2 separate regions of the Sus scrofa genome follow, and region 1 is linked to region 2. Evidence: chromatin contacts called from public HiChIP or PLAC-seq data. All regions are on one chromosome and are shown on one strand. The core of a region is the stretch at or near the end of the contact, and the rest is flanking DNA. Distances in the headings are between cores, read along the strand shown. Region 1 overlaps AGFG1 (arf-GAP domain and FG repeat-containing protein 1). Region 2 has its middle 21 kb from the start of TM4SF20.

Region 1 (5,030 bases), core at 481-2,980, 75 kb before region 2:
GGCATTCACATTGTATTAGGTATCATAAGCAATTAGAGATGGTTTAAAGTATACAGGAGGATGGGTGCAGGTTATACGCATCTTACATCAAGGACTTGAGCATCTTCAGATTTTGGTAAACACGAGGCATCCTGGAACGAATCCCCCATGTGTAACAAGGGATGACTGTATACTGCATATACTTTAAGAAGAAAAATAACCCCAAGAAGGTCCTGAGATGCAAAAAGGTGAGCAAAGAAACTGTGAAACACACTGGCAAATGTAAACAAATATCATCTGATTTCAAAGTGTCCTATTTATAGTAGAGGGGAGGGAGCAAATTTAACATTTTGCCACCAACAGCACTTCGTATTTTTAAAGACTTTGTATTATTAGGGGAAGGTTAAAATACTGATTAACTCTACAATATTAGGATGGAGAATAAAAGTTTCAGTGGTGACCATGAAATAACATGGAATTTATAGCCTTAAAACCAGTATAAAGGGGAAGTCAAATCAAAACAAAAACACTGACAATTTTTTTGTGTGTGTGTTTTCTAGGGCCAAACCCATGGCATATGGAAGTTCCCAGGCTAGGGGTCGAATTGGAGTTGTAGCTGCCAGCCACAGCAACTTGTGACCTACACCACAGCTCACGGCAATGCTGGATCCTCAACCCACTGAGCGAGGCCAGGGATCGAACCCACAACCTCATGGTTCCTAGTCAGATTCATTAACCACTGAGCCATGATGGGAACTCCGTCATTTTTTTAATTAAATTAAACATACACTTACCATATGACCTAACAATTCTACTCTTAGCTATTTACCCCAGTGAAATAAAAATCTGTATATAAATATCTGTATGAAACAACTGGGTTGGTTCACATGCATCAAAAACTGGACAACAACCCAAATGTCCCTCAAGTGAGATATGAGTAAATGCACAAGCAGTGAAATACTCTCAGTAATAAGGAGAAATGGACTATCAAAATATGTAACAATTAACATGGAATTTATCCTAAAGTTATACTGAGTGAAGAAGGCACTAAAACCTAAAAAGATTATACAGTCGTTAACCACTGCGCCACGACGGGAACTCCCTTTTCCATATGCTAACTGTGGTCGGAGTTACATGAATCTGTACACATGTTAAGACTCCTAGGGAGTTCCCGTCATGGCACAGCACAAACAAATCCAACTAGGAACCATGAGGTTGCGGGTTCAATCCCTGGCTTCGCTCAGTGGGTTGAGAATCCAGCGTTACCGTTAGGTGCAGTCTAAGTCGCAGACGCAGCTCAGATCTGGCGTTGCTATGGCTCTGACGTAGGCTGGCAGCAACAGTTCCGATTAGACCCCTAGAGCCTGGGAACCTCCAGATGCCAAGGGTGCAGCCCTAAAAAGACAAAACACACACACACACACAAGACTCATAGAACTACACAACAAAAAAGCTGGTTTTAATGTATGTCAACGTAAGAATCCATGTCACTACCTATCGCAGCCACTACTTTTACACAAATTAAATTTTCATTTGCAGACCATCTTCTCCATCTACCAAATCTGATCAGTTAAATGAATGAAATCCAAATTAATCAATACTGAATTATTTACTCATCTAGTTATTTTTAAGACATATTCTGGAAGCTGGAGCCACTTCCCCTTTTTTACTAAGTCTAGTCTAGCTGTATGTGAAGCCGGTGTTTATAAAACACTTTACTATAATGACATTAGTCATAACTACTGGATCAAAGTGTTAGGCAAGTAAACAACATCATTTTTATAGTTCCAATACTGAAGTACTACTCACTCTGGATCCTAAAATACACATTTTAAGTCTCTAGTGAAAAAAAATTAAATAATGACTCACTTAATAATAGTAGCACTGATATTTTGAAAGCATGTTTGCCAGTAAATTGGTTTCAAGAAGTTCCAAAGTCATCTACTGGTGGAGCCCAGTGTTTCTGCAGTGTAATTAAGTCATATGCAGATCCCCAGGAATTTTACTTGTAACGACCACCACCCAGGTATGACAGCAAACCAGATGGAGATGGTGTGACTCATTCCATATGTCCACCAGTGTGCTATTTTTTTTTAGGGCTGCAGTTGCGGCATGTTGGAGGTTCCCAGGCTAGGGATCTAATCAGAGCTACAACTGCCGGCCTACACCACAGCCACAGCACATGGGATCCGAGCTGGGTCTGTGACCTACACCACAGCTCACAACAATGCCAGATCCTTAACCCACTGAGCAAGGCCAGGGATCAAACCTGCAACCTCATGGTTACTAGTCAGATTTGTTTCCTCTGAGCCACAATGGGAACTCCCAGTGTGCTACCCTTAACTATGCCTCAAACAATCTTGCAAATAGTCAAATGTTCAACTCAAATAGCAATGTGTGCTGACGAATACGTAAGAGAGCTTATTTAGCTTATTTATTAATTGTTTTTCTCCTGCTGGGGAAAAAATGGTTAAAATGTTTTATTAGGCTGTGGAAATTTAGGTGGTTGTTAATGTTAGCATAAAGTAATAAAGCTAATTTGACACATAGATCTATCCCAATCTTAGCTATTTAGTAAAAATACTATGTATGAATGTTTCATATTATAAAAATTACACATTTAAGTTCTACAATGAATGGAAAATACCTTTAAGAGATTATCAAAAAATCTACAGACTTTTAATATCAAGATACTATCTGTATCAGATAGTCCAAAATATTAGTCTATCCAGAACCAAACTTTAAAATACTGAAAATACACACACACATCCCCACCCACCCCATAGTGCAAACCATAACTGTTATTTTGGGTTCCTATTTTTAAAAGCGAGAAATACTACACTGTAAGGTCCTTGTAACATTTAGGACAGCACCAAAAAAATAATACTTAGGTAACAATTTAAATCTAATTAAGGTACGCCAGTTAAAAGAGGACAAAATCCAAAAATGTCTGTCTTTACTACCTCCCTAAACCCCACTGAAATGATAGCAAAGGAATAAAAAGGCATTAACCCACAAAGAGGGGGTCAGGGAACAAGGAACGAACTCAAAGGCATACATACTACAGTTCTCTAATAACAAAATTCAGAGAATATATCGGCAGTGAACTGACTCTGCAGAATAAAGCAAACCAAAACAGAAACTCCTACAGAGGTGAGAGAAGCCAACTAGCAGGTGAGTCCCATCGGAGAGCCACTGAAAGATTTACAAAAGGAACCAAAACACAGGTTGGGGGGATTTTCATAGGGTCAAAAATAGTCAGATTCTCAGTTTCCCTACATCCAACAAGACTAGTCCTACCAAATCCTAGGCAGATGTCTGGAGGAAAATTTAATCTGGAGAGACTATAGCAAACAGACTCTGGGTTCAGGCATAGCTGAGGACTGCCACTGGGTCCTCTGATAAAAACCGGAGGCTTATCTGAACAATACATTCTATGTCCCTAGTCCTCTCCCTCAACTGGCTCCTAGAAGAATGGCAGCAAGGCTTTTTTTTTATTTCCCAAGAAGATGAGACAAAATTATCTCTAAACTAATAATAATTAAAAAAAGAAAGCAGGAGTTTCCAAACCAGCACCCCCCTCAAAAAAAGCCTAAGGCACTGAGCAAAACCTTTATGAAAATAATACTTCAATATAAGGTTCAGAACAGCAGGTACAAAAAATAAAAAGATCATATATACTCCCAAAGAGGGAATGGAAAATGGGGCACAGAGAATGAGTAATAAGAACAGCATTAAATTTCTCAACAGCAATACTGAAGGTTTAAAGACAATTAAACAATGTCTTAAAGATTCTAAGGGTAAAATAAACTATTTTCACCTTTGTGAATATAGACAAATCAATACTTTTAAAATGAGGGCAGAATAAGACATTTTTCAGCCATGGAGCTCTCAAAAATGACCTCCTATTAACATTTAATCAGGAAGCTAATGGAAATGTGGGGGTCCTGAAAAGAGAGGGTTCAACAAAAGTCAGGCATAAAGGGAATTTCCAGAATGAAGTAGAAGAAAGTCTTAGGATGACTGCTGCATAGCAGGCCTAGAGAGCAGCGTATCCAGATCAGAGGATGACCGAAGTACCCAGAAGTGGTTTTTTTTTTGTTTTGTTTTTTTTAAGGTACCTGATATATCTGATCATAATGGAAAAAGTTTTATAACTCAGCCAGAGGTAATTTATCTGGAGATGTATTAATGATACGTACCATAGAAAACAAAGCAAATGAAGAAAGCTGGACGATTAAAAGCTTCAGGGAGAAAGGGTTGTACAAGAAAGAAAACGTAGTAGTATTAAACTATATGACTTAGCTGGAAACAATATGCACATAATGCAATACAGAGAATGCTAAATAGTGATTAAACCAAAAACTGTGATATGATATTGAAGGAGTAGACGCAGAGTATAGGTGGACAGTGAGAGGAGTGTTAAAAGAGAGTCAAAGCCTCATCTTCCCTCTTGTACAGTAGAAAACTCAATAGATAAAAGCCAAAACTGAAAGATAAAAAAAAATAGCCGTGGGCATGTTAGAAATATTAAGGCAAATAGAGAAGAAGAAAACAGACATGAGTTCTGTCACCTCACCATCCACAGTAATCAGAAATGGAGGAAAGGAATAGGCAAGTGCTATTTGCTCATTTTAAGCCTTTGCCTTTTTAAACCATGAGCATGTGTTCTTTTGATAAAAGATAAAACTGAATTTTAAAATAAACATTTTTAAAAATGGAAAATAGGAGTTCCCTTGTGGCTCAGAGGGTTAAGGACCTGGTATTGTCACCGCTGTGGCTCCAGTTGGTGGGGTAGTGTGGGTTCAATCCTTGGCCCTGGAAATTCCACAGGCCAAGGGTGTGGCCAAAAAGAAAAAGAAATGGCTCCTCCACCTCACAAATTTAACATACACACACACACACACACACACACACACAGACACACACACAGGCTATTTTCTTTGATGAAAACACTCACCAAGAATTTTTAAAATTTCAAAAATATCAAGATTCTTCACTAGACACTAGCAATCTTTTTATAAAAGCACCTACTGAACACAACTGTTCCA
Region 2 (4,581 bases), core at 909-3,408:
GATGTCGCCTGCTTCTCATCGCCTCAGATCCTGATTTTTTTCAAGAGATCCTAGCCAAGCAGACCAGGACGTGAAGAAGCCCCATGAGATAAAACAGGCTGTTGCGGCAGGGATCTGAAGTAGCCGTGATTCTCCCACAACAGTGCCTGGCTGTACAGGATCTAGAGGAGTCATGCTTTGCTTCTGGTTAAATAGGATCAGGGATGGCCCCACATAAGACCGAGCAGGTGCGGTTCGCTGTGTGGAATAAACTGCAAAATCAGTTGAATGTGAACAGGCCAGGCCAGAGACCTTCTCTAGGGCAAAGACCAAACCCTTCCATCATCCCCTTCCAGTTGGTGGAAGGTCGTTGCCGTCCCCACTCTCCAGTAAGCAGTCAGATCAACTGGAGCCAGATGGCATCTCTAAAAATGTGGCCTGCAGCCATGCTTGGGAGTTGAATGTGTGACTCGCATTCCCTCTCAGCATAAGAATACATAATGTAACCTAATTAGAAGCTTTTGTGCAGCCAAGGAAACCATGGACAAAGTGAAAAGACAACCTACTGAATGGGAGAAAATATTTGCAAATGATACAACCGATAAGGGGTCAATATCAAAAATATACAAGTACCTTATACAGCTCCATGTCAACAAAACAAACAACTCAATTCAAAAATGGGCAGAGGACCGGAAGAGACAGTTTTCCCAAGAAGACATGCAGGTGGCCAATGGGCATATGAATAGATGCTTGACACCGCTAATTATTAGAGAAATGCAAATCAAAACCACAGTGAGATATCACTTCACACCTGTCAGAATGGCCGTCATCAAAAAAGACCACAAATAACACACGTTGATGAGGATGTGGAGAAAAAAGGAACCCTTGTCCGTTGTTGGGGCGAATGTAAACTGGTGCAGCCACTATGGAAAACAGTTTGAAGATTCCTCAAAAAACTAAAAATAGAGTTACCATATGACCCAGCAATTCCACTCCTGGCTATATATCCAAAGAAAAGGAAACACAGATTCCAAAAGATACATGCACTCCAATGTTCACAGAAAGCATTATTTATAATTGCCAAGATACAGAAGCAATCTAAGTGTCTATCAACAGACAAATGCATAAGGATGATGTCACACACACACATACACACACACAATGGAATACCACTCAGCCAGAAAAGGATGAAATTTTGCCATTTGCAACAACATGAATGGACTTAGAGGGTATTATGTTCAGGGAAATCAGTCAGAAGAAGATAAGTATTGTATGTTATCCCCTATATGTGGAATCTAAACTATACAACAAACTGGCAAATATAACAGCTAAGAAACAGACTCCCACATATTGAGAACAAAGTAGTGGTTACCAGTGGGCAGGGGGGAAGAGGGCGGAGTAAGATAGGGATGGGAATTAAGAGGTCCAAACTCCATCCTATAAAATAAAGAAGCTACAGGGATATATTGTACAGCACAGGGGATAGAGCCATTATTTGATAAATGGAGTAGAATCTATAAAAATATCGAATCATTCTGTTGCTTACCTTAAACTTACATAATATTGCAAGGCAACTATACCCCCCCCCCAAAAAAAGTAAATAGTGCTGGTTGGGACTGACCCAGAGAAAAAAGAAACCAGAAGATGGAAACCCTGAATGTGCCTGAGGTTACTGATTGGGGTCCTATCAGAAAATCAGCTGAAGAAGGGCAGAGCCAGCTGTCTGAGGCAGGGCTGCATTTGAACCCTCAAATTGTGCCTGGCACATGGCAAGTTCATGGTGTTTTCCTCAAATGCATGAGAGGCTTTCTCAGAATAAGGTTTCTGTGATCAGAACCTTCTGCAGCAGAGGAGTTCCCGCTGTGGCATAATGTGATCAGCGGTGTCTCTGGAGCTCTGGTTCCCCAGACCAGCTGCAGTGGGTTAAGGTCCAGCGTCGCCACAGCTGCAGCATAGTCAAAACTGCAGCTCGTATTGGATCCCTAGCCTGGGAACACCATTAAGAAAATAAAGAAATACATAAAGACCACGGCAGATTCCCTGCCATGGTGAAATCTTTTTTCTGATCCCGCAGAGGTCACGTCTTGATGACACCATCATCTAGCCTAGATGGCTGCACAGACGGCACTGGGGTTTCAAACACTAGGATGAAAATTCTTCCCAGCTCCTCACAGCTGACTTTATGTCTGAGCCCCTTTGATTACCTTTGGGGCCAATCTTGCCCCTCCCAAGCCCATTTTATCATCCCTTTAAGGTCCTGGAGTTAGTCAGCAGTCCCGCAGAGGGTGACTTCTGAGCACACAGCGCCCTCTTGTGTCTAATGACATAGTTTCCAACAGCCGCTAAGGCGCAGCCCAGGGAAGCCTTTTGAAGGCTCTGACGCAGAAGGCCTTGCTGTTAAGGCCGAGGGAGAACAAACATGCCCCGTGGCCCCAATGTCCAGAAAAGTCCAAAATATCCTGAATATGGTACTAACCACTCAACTCAGAGCTTTGAAAATTAAAACAAAAATCAGCCACAATAAAAATCCAAATTCAAGAGCTCACAGACAGAAAATCTTACCTTCTAACAGAGCTGGGCATAGCCATAAGCTGAACTAGTCTATGAAGCAGAAGCATGAAGATATCTTCCTGGAGTTCTCCTTGTGGCTCAGTGGTAATGAACCCAACTAGCACCCATGAGGACAAGGGTTCAATCCCTGGCCTCACTCAGTGGGTTAAGGAGCCGGCACTGCTGTGAGCTTTGGTGTGGTTCACACACGCGGCTTGGACCCTGTGTTACTGTGGCTGTGGTGTAGGCCAGCAGCTGTGGTGCCGATTCAACCCCTAGCCTGGGAACTTCCATTTGCCTCGGAACACACATTCTATCACTCCACCCCCCTATACAGGTGCATCTCACCTTCAGAAAATTGCAGATGGGCCTGGCTGTGAACTAAACAGTGCCCCTGAAGGTGTGCAGTGCACAACCTGAACATCCTTAGGAAGCAGCCTTGATGAAATACCTTCTTCACAAAAGAGCATGAAGGTTCAGCCTCTGTCTTTATGATTATTATTTTTTTTCTTTTTGGTCATGCCCATGGCATGCGGAAATTTCTGGGCCAGGGGCCAAACCCACACTACCTCAGTGGACAAGGTCAGGTCCTTAACCTACTGAGCCACCAGGGAACTCTGAGGCTCTGCTTTAAAACCAGGTTTTGCTCACTCTTCAGCACATTTGAGAAATCAGTCAGGCTTGTGCTTTCCTATCTCTCCTTTCAGATTCTTGTCCCACCGTACTTGCCTTCTCCACCCACCATCATGCCTTCTCCATCCTTGTCTTTCAAGGTACACCCTGCTTTTACAGGCACAGTGCCTGACCTCAGATGAGCCAAGTTCCCCGGGCACACTTACAGACCATGCTAGTGGCCAGCAGGAAGAGGAGGTGTTGGGGGCAGCATGGCATTTCCAATAGCCCTTTCTACATCTGTCTTTATCGTCTCTGTGAAGAGACATCTCTCTCTCTCCATTCTCCTCGCTCAGTCTCACTGATCAAAGGACAGCTGGCAGAGTTCCTGTTGTGGCTCAGTGGTAACGAACCTGACTAGGATCCATGAGGATATGGGTTTGATCCCTGGCCTCGCGCAGTGGGTTAGTTATCCAGCGTTGCCATGAGCTGTGGTGTAGGTTGTGGACGCGGTTTGAATCTGGCCCCATTGCTGTGGCTGTGGTGTAGGCTGGCAGCTGGAGCTCTGATTCCACCCCTAGCCTGGAAACTTCCATATGCTGCAGGTACAGCCTTAAAAAAAAAAAAAATTGGCTCAGTTGCAGGAATAAATCTGACCCTTGCCTCCAGACACTCCAATGAGCAGGAGTGATCACACCTGTGTACCTGGCATAGGAGGCGTGTTATTTGCTTTGAGCTAAATTGTTCTGGTAATTTTTTTTTTTCTTCCCGATTTCTCTTTAGAGTAAATTGGGGCTAAAGGGAAAGGGCAGGGCTCTAGGGTTCATAGTTTCCTTCTGTACAAGAGATTAGATTACAGACATAACAACCAAGAGTTCCTGCTGTGGTGCAGTGGATTAAGAATCCAACCACAGTGGCTCAGGTTGCTGCCGAGGCGAGGGTTCGATTCCCCAGCCCGGCGCAGCGCTAGGGGTTAGAGGATTCTGCTTGAATGCAATCTCTAGCCTGGGAACTTTATATGCTATGGGTGCATCCATTAAAAATAATAAGAATAATAACAACCTCTCAGTCCTCTCCAGTCCAGCACCTAAGGTGTAGGATGCTTAACTGGAGAGTTTGATTAGCATTTCACAGGGATTCCCGAAGAAGGTTCCCTTTTTCTGATGCCTGAGAAGGGGCTCTTCTGAGGTGGAGTGAACCCAAGAGACATCTCAGTGGAGCACTTGCCTCCTTTCTTCGGTCCCCTCTCATCAAGCCCCTCACAGCATCCAGTGGCTCTTTCCCATCTCCATGATGCTCGATGCAGCGTGCCACGTCCAGCCATCCCCTACCCCGTGTTCCCAGTGCCATTTGCCTTCCTGGCATTGCTCACCCTCCCCTGAAACGTTCTCTTTGCTTGGCCCCTGCAGCCCAAGTCCCTGGTTTTCCTGCCACCACCCC

Evidence for each region. HiChIP or PLAC-seq counts read pairs in DNA pulled down with a chosen protein or histone mark.
Region 1: an H3K27ac HiChIP or PLAC-seq map of alveolar macrophages shows a contact between it and region 2. The contact joins two enhancer-like sites. A contact is called at or near these places in 2 of 47 Hi-C or Micro-C datasets (embryonic fibroblasts and fibroblasts) and 1 of 2 datasets of contacts at active chromatin or transcription factors (alveolar macrophages).

The regions. Positions count from the first base shown.
Region 1 is chr15:128,906,966-128,911,995 of Sscrofa11.1, reverse strand. All of the region lies in intron 1 of AGFG1 (arf-GAP domain and FG repeat-containing protein 1), which reads right to left. Among named protein-coding and RNA genes, the nearest start is that of AGFG1, 11 kb to the right of the region's middle. Within about 2 kb of position 1,730, at least 2 of the 83 cell types and tissues checked have an H3K27ac peak or open chromatin away from gene starts, as enhancers often do. A contact at or near this core is called in alveolar macrophages, where this site is marked.
Region 2 is chr15:128,832,903-128,837,483 of Sscrofa11.1, reverse strand. No RefSeq gene overlaps it. Among named protein-coding and RNA genes, the nearest start is that of TM4SF20, 21 kb to the right of the region's middle. Within about 2 kb of position 2,158, at least 14 of the 83 cell types and tissues checked have an H3K27ac peak or open chromatin away from gene starts, as enhancers often do. A contact at or near this core is called in alveolar macrophages, where this site is marked.